Regions from separate parts of the Hordeum vulgare genome. Here region 1 is linked to region 2. Evidence: chromatin contacts called from public Hi-C data. All regions are on one chromosome and are shown on one strand. The core of a region is the stretch at or near the end of the contact, and the rest is flanking DNA. Distances in the headings are between cores, read along the strand shown. Region 1 holds the start of LOC123444269 (myosin-11-like). Region 2 holds the start of LOC123444265 (26S proteasome regulatory subunit 6B homolog).

Region 1 (4,920 bases), core at 313-2,812, 540 kb before region 2:
ACACCCCTTCTTCTAAAATTCCTGGCCGGCTGTCTACTTGGGTTAGAGGATAGTGCAACCAAGCTCTTGTTGTTGTCTTGAAGCGAATCTATCTCAAGCTTGGCCTCCTCCAGAGATACCTTGGTTTGTTCAAGCTGCTTTGTCTGGGCCTCCAGCGACACTAGCATGTTCTTCTCCGAGTCCCTTGCTGCCTCCAGCTCTACTTCCAGCTGCTCTAATCTGTTTGCAAGGTCCGACTGATCGTCCCCGCCACTTCCTTTTAGCTTCTTCTTCTTACTGCTCTTCTTCTTGAGCTCCTCTATCTCATCCAGCGCACGTACCTTCTCCTCTTTCTCCTTTACCAGCTCCTCCTGCAACTTGTTCAACTGCTCCTGCACATCTGATTCCTCGGTGAAGCGCGGCGTGGAAAGTTGGTTGCCACTGGAAGATGACTTGAGGCTGTAAAAACATGAACAAAGCTCATGTTGGTTCATCGATTGTTAACAGCAATCGGAACAAAGGGAGAACACAAGAAATTCGACAGAAACCTAAATTTCATGGAAGGCTGCAATACCTCAACCATGATTTTCATGTTGGCCAACAGATAACAAAGATTCGATGAGTTGGGTAAGAAGACTCGGGAGGAAACAAAACACTCTACCTGGACTTGAAGGAGAACATCTTCTCGGCCAGGAACCGTGCCGGCAGCCCAGGATCACGAAATTATGCCACCTGGGGGTTACTCTTACGAGAATCAGATCAGATGCATAAAGCAGGAATCAGGTGCTGCCCCGAGAAGTCTGTTTGTGCATACCGGAGAGGGGACTATGCTGGCCGTCTCTCGAAGCAAGGGACTTTTTCTTTGTGGCGAAACTTTAAAACAGGGCAGAGAAGTGAGTAGAGATCCAAGTCCAACACCGCGTCTTGTGCGCTGTTAAAGAAGGGGAAAAGATGAATCAGAGACCTTGTTGAAACGGTCGAACTCTAAGAGCCGCCTTGAAGGTGAAGGGAAGCACGTAGAGAGGCGGTCAGCCAAAGACAATACAATTCGCTATTTTCTACACAAAAGCGGTGCGATTTTTGTTTCCCAACAGATGAGATATACCTATTCTTTTGCCCAGGGTTTCTTTATCATTTCCGATATACGAGTACTATACAGCAGTTGAACCGTGCTTCGCTGACCTGAAAACGTTGGTGGCATCAGCTGGGCCAGCAGTCCGTCAGGCGAAGACGCGCCATTCGTTGGCTCCGTTCGGCATTTTGTGGTTGGATTTGTTGAGGGGAAGAAGGACGCGGCTACTACGAAGGCAGGAGGATCCTTTTATAAACGACGACTTGGCCTGCCCTTTCCCCTTCCCCTGCTGTTTCTCCCATCTGAATAATCAACACCTTACTAATTTAGAATTTAGTTTTTTTGAGGCGATTTAGAATTTTAGTAATCGAATTATTTATCGTTGCGTGCACGTATGGCCCGCTGGAATATTGGACTGGTTTGGTCGTGTCCTTTTGGAAAGGGTATGCTGGATTGATGGTCATTTCATACTTGACATAATTGGTGCTACAGCATTTTGGTACCCTGCCTGCTCCCGTTAACTCTTTGCAAAAAGTGTTGGAGAATTTCCTAGCTGTGGATGAACAACGCCATTAATGCCCTTCTTTTTGGGAAACTAATTGCGGCGTACCGACCCGGATGTGCTGGATCGAGCCGAACATATGCTCGAGGCGAAGAACGTCCAAGCTGAGGACAATTCATATAAAGGCAGTGCTTGGATTGGATGTATTTCATTATGAAGGTGTGTAACTTACTGACCGTTGTGCAAATTCCAGCCAAAAGTGAAACAACGTGCACATGCCTGTATTTTATACAAGTGTATTTAAAACAGAAACGGTGATCCAAACAAGCCCTAAGACATCGTATCAAATAATTTGATTCCCAGTCAAAATAAATACTCCCCGTTTCCTTATGTAAGGTGTATTATTTTTGGTACGGTGACCAAGACGCGTAATTATACACATGTTAAGACAAAATTAACCTTGGCAAAATCATTGATTAGAGGCAACAAAATAATTTAGGCTAGGAAAGTAAGAGATAGGCACAATCATGAAAGAGATTATTTCCTTTTTCTCTTTACAAGAAGAGATTCATGCAATTAATCAGGGAAGAAAAATACTTTCCTTTTTTAAAAGGGCTAACAAGGAAATTACGAGAAATTAGAAGAAATACACCTTAAATTGTGGAATTTTATCAAAAAAATAAATACATCTTATATAAAGAAACAGAGGGAGTAAATAGAATCCACACTTAAAACGGGCCTGTAGGGCATGTCCAACGGCTTACAGGTCCGCATACGTGGATACAAGAGCCAGGCATCTTGTGCACCATTTGACATGTATGTTAAATCAACAGCGTTTCTTGCATATTTTAAATAGATGCAGACATATGGATCACAACCAAAAAACACCGGATGTTCAACAAGTTTCTAGATTCAACGGGTCACACAAATTGTAGGTCTGACTGTACAACATCAATATTTTGCACGGACAACCGGCTATCCGAGGCAAATTCTTCACTGTGCAGCCGGATACTCCTAAGCGGTTGGCCCCTCCAACTCGACCGCCAAGCACTTGAACATCCAGTTAGTGGTTTGTTTTCATCCGTGGGTTCACCTCAACAAGAGCTACAAAAGAAGACCCCATGTGAACATGTTTTAGATCATTTTTCGTCACCATCGGCATTATGCATCATAGTTGTCATCTTAACTGTAAACAATTGGCATGTTGATTGGGTATAATTACCGGAAAATAGGTTTGTATGTTAATAAACTTTGCAATGCTATGCACAGCTAAAGAGTGAGTATTCTATGGTTAACAATAAGTAAGAAGAGTTATCACTACACACAAGTACCATGAAGTGAGTCTTTTAGTTATGTATCTGGATGTTCAACAATCTAGCAACTAAGCTAATTCAGTCCAACAACTAAGTTGGTAATAGCATGGCTAGTAAATCACAGTAATTTGACAAGTATCAATGGTTTTTTGTTGTTGAAACATTTTAACAAGAGGCAGCTAACAATCGTCAATCGGGTCAATAGTTTGGAGACATATTTTAGAATTTGAATTACAAGAATCTACTTGCCATAGTTGCAAGTGTGAGAAATAGAGGAAAGGAGGCTGCCGCTTAAAACACTTTCTGTAAAAAGACACGCAGCTTAGTGTCATATATTTATAAAAGCGGGTCAAAAATCTATTTCAAAACAAACTCTTTGTAAAAAAAAACACGCAGCTGTGTATCACATTTCATAGCTTCCCGCGATAGTTGGAAGGAAATGATTCTAGCCAGATGACCAGCCATGTGTCGTGGCAGTCGCATGCGCAACGTTCTTTTCGTATTGATCTATTGTCCCTATTTACGTCATGTCGCACATGTTTGTGGGCCCATCCAAACATCATTTCTCTCTCGTGAGTTTGTGCCCACACTCACTTTCTTTTTTCACCGCCCTCGAATCCCACCCCTCTCTTGGCTATCATGTCGCACACCCCAGCCTCCTCCGACGTTGCCTTGGTGGACGACCTTAACAAAAAGCACGGCGGCGGTTCCTGCCTCACCCCTCCCTCTCCCTCCCCCCTCACACACACACGAGTTGCTTTTTCCTCCACAGTAGAAAGTCATGGCGAGGAACTGTTACGATAACATGTCACTTGCTGATGACCATTGTTAAACTGGATAATCTTGGAAATTCTGAAAACAACACTGATATTGCTACTAATGCTAATGAATTCAAGATATCACGAAATCCTTTGCCTAATTTGTTTCCACCTGAAAAGAGGTAAATATATGGAGATAAATTAGCACTTAAAAGGAAACAGGAAAAATGGAGAAGGGGTAGAAGGAACTGGAGGCTCAGCAAGGCCACCAAAGCACAAGACGACGTTTTGTGTGAGCGCATGCGCTCGTACTAGGTGATGATGGCGCCAGGAGGTCCACCCAACAACATTTATAAAGGGCCCCGTACCATAATCACGAATGAGGGCGAACAAAAAGTCCAGCGGAACATAAGAGAAGCCAACTTAAGGTTCAGTGACGCTAGAGTTGTAATGGGAATTGTATGTGTGGTTATCGAAGGTTGTTTGGAGTCCCGTATGAGATTTCGGACGTCATGAAGAGTTCCGGAATAGTCCGGAGGTAAAGATTTATATACGGGAAGTCCAATTTCGGTCACCAGAAAGGTTTCGGGGTTTATCGGTATTGTACCGGGACCATCGAAAGGGTATCGGGGGTCCACCGGGAGGGTCCACCTGCCCCGGAGGGCTGCATGGGACGGAAGTGGAAGGGAATCAGCCCTTGGTGGGCTGGTGCGAGCCAACAGAGGAGGGCCCAAGGCGCCTAGGGCAAAACCCTAGGGCGTGGGGCTGCCTCCCTCCGACTTGGGAGGCAAGCCACCCCTAGGGCGCCCCCGCCCCCTCCTCCTAGGCCGCTGCCGCCCCTCCTAGGATTTCCCTAGGATAGATGGCCCCCTCTCCCTCCCTCCTATAAATAGTGGGGGTTTTAGGAGTTTTGCACACACCTTGAACATCACCCCTTGGCGCAGCCCTACCTCTCCACCTCTCCTCCTCCACGACGCTTGGCGAAGCCCTGCCGGAGAACCACAAGCTCCACCGCCACCACGCCATTGTGCTGCCGGAGCTCTCCCTCAACCTCCCCTTCACCCTTGCTGGATCAAGAAGGAGGAGACGTCCCCGGGATGTAGATGTGTTGAACGTGGAGGTACCGTTCGTTCGGTGCTTGGATCGGATCGCCGCGAGTACGACTCCATCGACCACGTTCATAGTAACGCTTCCGCTTAGTGATCTTGAACGTTATGAAGATGCTCTCCCTCTCTCGTTTCTGGTTTCTCCTAGTTTGATCTTGGTGACGTAGGAATTTTTTTAATTATCACTACG
Region 2 (5,077 bases), core at 2,016-4,515:
GTTGCCATTATAACCTTCACATTCACTGTCTGATCAAATCCATCCATCTGCATTGCATACAAAGTTCACAATGTGATACTCAAATCCCTCAAGGCATGAGAAAGTTGCATGTAATAGTCTTAACAATAGCCTTTTCAAGAAGTTACTTCCTATACTAAAAAAAGCCACAGATATTATTTTTAAGGGCATGTGCACATTTTGTGAAATCAGAACTAAACAACTGAGCTTTAGAATCTATGTCGGTATTTTTTCTTTCTCGACATCTACTCCAGGATGCATGTAAAGTTATATACATGTACAAACCACCTGGAATGCATGATATTCCAGGTCTGAAACACATGTCTTGACATCTACTAAACAACTTGACATTTCTAAGGGCATGTGCACATTTTGCCACTAAGAGTATATGCATGTCTGAAATGCATGATATTCCAGGATTAGTGGCAAACAGCCTGAATTCCAGCAAACCTATTACTGCTAGAAATTTTACCTGATTCAGTAGTTCCATCAGAATACGCTGAACTTCTCGGTCAGCCCCGGTCTGAGCATCGAATCGAGCAGTGGCTATAGCATCAACCTCATCAATGAATATTATAGCCGGGGCATTCTCTTTAGCTAAGCGGAATACATCTCGAACCATCCTTGGGCCCTAAGGTGAGATAAATGATACAATGCATCAACAAAAGAACTTATAGGTAGCAAACTGGAGAAAAGCTTCAGGTAGCAAATTCTTGTGTAAAGTGTAATGTATAAACCACTACCAGAAACATTATGAAGCAATACGTAATATCACTGACAGCATGAATCGTAGGCTATATTAACAGTAGTTTTACTTGCGTTGGTAATGTATGCAGTAACTAAATATTTTTTGCATGCAAGATGTAATTAATGTATGCAGAATACAAACAAAAAGGAAGTTGCATCAGATGTTCACAGGCACTGCTTAGGTAGCTTTATTCTTGTAACCTTGTGTTAACAGATCTCGGCAGAACACTTCAGTTCAAACATGTGCAACAAAATTACGCTGGAAATCTTGAGCATAAACAAGGAAACCTAACAAATACTTAACAAACTATGCATCTATTACATGGTCAGAGCTTAACACATGCAATATTTTTTGTAAGAACGAAAGGAGAACTGAATGCAGAAACAAGGTCAACATATGCATGTTACAACTATCCGCATCTTACCTCACCCAGGTACTTCTGCACAAACTCTGAACCAACCACTCTGATAAAAGCAGCAGTAGTGTGATGTGCCACAGCTTTAGCAAGCATGGTCTTGCCGGTGCCTGGAGGACCATAGAGCAGCACCCCTCTTGGAGGATCAATACCAATCTGCATGTACAATTCATGATGTGTCAATGGTAACTCAACTGCCTCGCGAATTTCTTGTTTTGGATATCACATCCTCCAATGTCCTGAACATAATCAGAACTAGAATATTGTTATTGAGGTTTTTTCAATCCACTGTATGAAACAACTTCAGTAAGTCGTAAAGATACAGACTCCATGAATTGAAAAGTTCTGATCATGTTATGCACACAATTCTCAGGAAATAGAAAGTGCTCAATCTTGGTTGGCCTTAAGGATAGGAAAAATGACACAGGATCAAATCATTGCATGGGCATACAGATGCCGAAGTAAGAAAGCCCCAAATAGCATAAAATTTAAAGGATTTATTAAACCATTCCTACAGTACTATGGTGATTTGAGATTTTCGATTATGTTGGCGAGAGTAGCTTTATAACCTAGAAGAAAATAAACCGGCAGTACAAAAATTGCCGGTCGGTCTCCAAAACTGATCCCAGCAATTTAGAACACAGGCCAGAGGCAAATCCAACATTCAACCAATCTATCTGCCAAAAAACTACTGTTCATTGAACAATTATACTAAGAAACTATTACCCTACTAGTACTGTTATTATTATGGGTAAATAACTGAGAACAGTAGCAGAGAATATACATGTTACAGAGACCAGCTAGTCAATGCATAGCTATCTTTTCCTGTTTATCAGAAATGCAACACTTGTACTGTCAGCATAAAAGCTGCAGAAGTTATGTACATGACTGCGGAAACAACCAAAGCACACTTCAATTTCAGGCAAAGCAATTCATTCACAAACATCATCAATATCTACTACTATAGCAACTAATTCATATCTACTAAAGGATGCCATAAATCATAATCTACATGAAGTACGCCCAAATTGAACACGGGCCACCGGCTAATCCAGATTCCACCAATCTATCTGCCAAAAATCCGCTGTTCATTGAACAATTATACTACTCAAGAAACTATTACCATATTACTGCTACGTTTATTATTATTATGGGCAAGTAACTGAGAACCGAAGCAGATAACATCCATGTTACAGAGATCAGCTAGTGTGAATCCTAAATTGGTCAACAAATTCAGAGTACCAAATGCATCTAGGGTTGGCAGAGTCGAAGACAGCGATCCTAATAAAGCATCAAATGAGCTAGGGTTCAGACAGATCTGAGAAACCCATAGCGAGTAGAGGACGTTGGGCTTCTCGGAGGAGGCGAGGAGCGAGATGCTGGAGTCGGCCTCAGGGGCAGCACGTCGACGAGGGCGTTGGAGTGGCGGTGCAGGGCGACGGAGGCGGAGGGCTTGAGCCTCTCGCCTAGGCAATATCTCGAACACGAAGCGCGCAACGAAACTGAAGCCACGGTGGCCGCTGGGAGAGGATGGGAGAGCTGGTGCGGTACATACCGGGGAAGCTTCGACGTCGAACGAATCGGCGCTGGCGCAGCAGCGCGCCCTCCACATCCTCTTCAGCGTCTGAGTAGCCTGTAGCCGCCTCCGCCGGCACGGGAGCCGAGGGTGACCGTGGGGGTGCCTGTGCAGCCGTCACCGTCGTCGGAACTATCGACCGCATCCTCTTCATAGGCGCCGCCTGGGAGGACCACCCATCGCATCTCCGCCGACACCGTCTTCGGCAGCCTCCGTGTCAGGCACAAGGCCTTGGTTGGGTACGGAGAGGAGGGGCCACGTCCCGTACGCCGCGCTCGCCGGCCGGTCCATGCCGATGTCCCCTCGAAGCAAGCTCCAGCGGCAGCGCTCGCCGTCGCTCTGCACACCGCGCCGCCGCCGGCCATCGACGCACTCCCCGTCGCCCCGCGTCAGTGCGGCCGAATGCAGTCGACGTCGCCCGCCAGTCGCCCCGAGACCGAACCGCCGGCCGTGTGGGAGAAGGCCGCGGCACGAGGCGCGCCGTTCGACGGCGTTGATGGGGAACGAGTCGGCCCGCGGGGCGCGGGCCGGTGCGGACGAGGCGCTGGCGCAGCAGCGCGTCCTCCTGATCACCCCCTTCAGCGTCCGGGTAGCTGAGTTGGCCGGTGACCCAGCGCCGAGTGCGCCGTCGAGAGGAAGGCCACCCGCGGCGCTCGCCGGCCGGTCCACGCCGCCGCCCCTCGAAGCGACCTCCAGCGGCGGCGCTCGATGTCGCTCCGCGTCAGGCGGACACTCTCCGTGAGGCCGAACCGCCGCCGGCGGCACGTGGTGCACCGTTCGACGGCGTCGATGTGAAAGAAGGAAGGGGAACTGGGGAAGGATGGTGGGGACTGGACAGGGGCTCCGCGGCATATTCCCCCGCTCTCTCTCTTCCGGGCGGGGCGGGGCGGGGCGGGGCTTGAATGATTGGGTGGGCCCACGTGACGATTCTGTCGTACATACCTCAGCGGCTCAGCGCCAGCTGGGGGGATCGGCCAGGCCAGCCGCATCTCAGAGGAAACCTGTTTCTACTTTGGCTATCTCCTGACAGAAAGCGCTCAAACGTTTTTATCTTCGCCGTCGCAACTTTTTCACTAATTTGATATTTCTGTTTGTGGTTGTAAGATCAACTCCAACGCTGCGATTCAAACGGACGCGCGGTTTATCCGTTTTTCGTCCGTTTGGGTCGGACAAACGAATGATGGTGTTTGCTTTTTCGAATTGATCGGCCAGACCGTCCAACGCAGGCTCGGACGCAAACAACGATAAACATAATTAAACATTAAAAGGCCGGTCAAAGCTGGCTCAAGTTCATATAAAACATTATTAAACATAAATAAATAAAAACGTGGACGCCCTCGGTCGCCCTATGCATCATCTTCGTCGTCATCGTCGGGGGAGGTGAGGTCGATGAGCTCCAGCGCCGGCCCAGCCCAAGGGAACGCTGCCTCCCACGCCTGAGCAGCGTCCTTGCCCGGCAAAACCGGCGGCGCAGGCTGACGGGCTCGCTCCTCCTCCTCCCGCTCCCGATGCTCCGCCTCCTCCTCCTCCGTCCACCTGGGCTCGAGCTTCATCTGCTCCGTTGCCTCGGCCTCCTCCCTCGCCAGTGCGAGCGACTTATGGTGCAGGAGGTACTCTTTCTCCTCCTCCTCCGTGCATCCATACCAGACGAGAGTCGCGGACACCCACTCCAGGAGCTGGCCGGTCCACTGGTAGGTGTGTGCCTGGCGTGCCTCGGCCTCAGCGGCCGGCAGAGATGGAGGAGCAGGCACGACGCAATCGCCCGTCGCGGACAGCGCGAGGGCCTTTTCGAGACCTACCTAGTGCGCATCCTCCTCGCGCCTGCTCTCCTCGATGGCGTAGGTCGTTGCCTCCTCGAGGGCGGCTTGGTAGGCGGCCTCCTCCTCCTGCTCCTCTAGCTTCACTTTGAGGGGTGGTGGAGGGATGGCCGTATCAAACTGGGCGTCGTGGATGTGCTCTCGCTCGTGCTCGACGGCGAACCAAACCTCCCATTTATGGGAGTCGGCCGCGTACGTCGGATCGCGCCGGTGCTCCGGACTGAGGAGCGCGCGCCGCCGGCGGACCTCCTCCGCGTGCGCGCGCGCAGACCGCGGCACTACTGGGATAGGGATGCGGTCGGGGTCCAGATGCCAACCATGGGGAGGTTGACATCTGGGTAGGGCAGAGCTAGCTTGTACTGCCAGTGCCATCGAGCTTGGTGGACTGGGATGTACAGACGCTCCCACTGTGGCACGCAGCGGCGAGGTGGCACCGACACCTTGGACGAGCTCGCGCCGAGGGTGAGCTTGCCCTTGCCCTTGCCGAAGAAGCACATGGCTAG

What was found. Hi-C and Micro-C count contacts between places; a contact is called where the count stands out from the background.
Region 1: a contact with region 2 is called in a Hi-C map of seedling, with 5 times the contacts expected there. The contact joins the promoter of LOC123444269 here to the promoter of LOC123444265 in region 2. A contact is called at or near these places in 4 of 6 Hi-C or Micro-C datasets (leaf and seedling) and 1 of 1 datasets of contacts at active chromatin or transcription factors (embryo).

Annotation. Positions count from the first base shown.
Region 1 is chr3H:462,277,868-462,282,787 of MorexV3_pseudomolecules_assembly, reverse strand. It overlaps LOC123444269 (myosin-11-like), which reads right to left and starts at 1,562. Exons shown (of 3, transcript XM_045120947.1): 1 at 1,162-1,562; 2 at 641-910; 3 at 1-438. The coding sequence starts at 660.
Region 2 is chr3H:461,739,711-461,744,787 of MorexV3_pseudomolecules_assembly, reverse strand. It overlaps LOC123444265 (26S proteasome regulatory subunit 6B homolog), which reads right to left and starts at 3,265. Exons shown (of 6, transcript XM_045120942.1): 1 at 2,737-3,265; 2 at 1,191-1,337; 3 at 491-649; 4 at 1-47. The coding sequence starts at 2,793.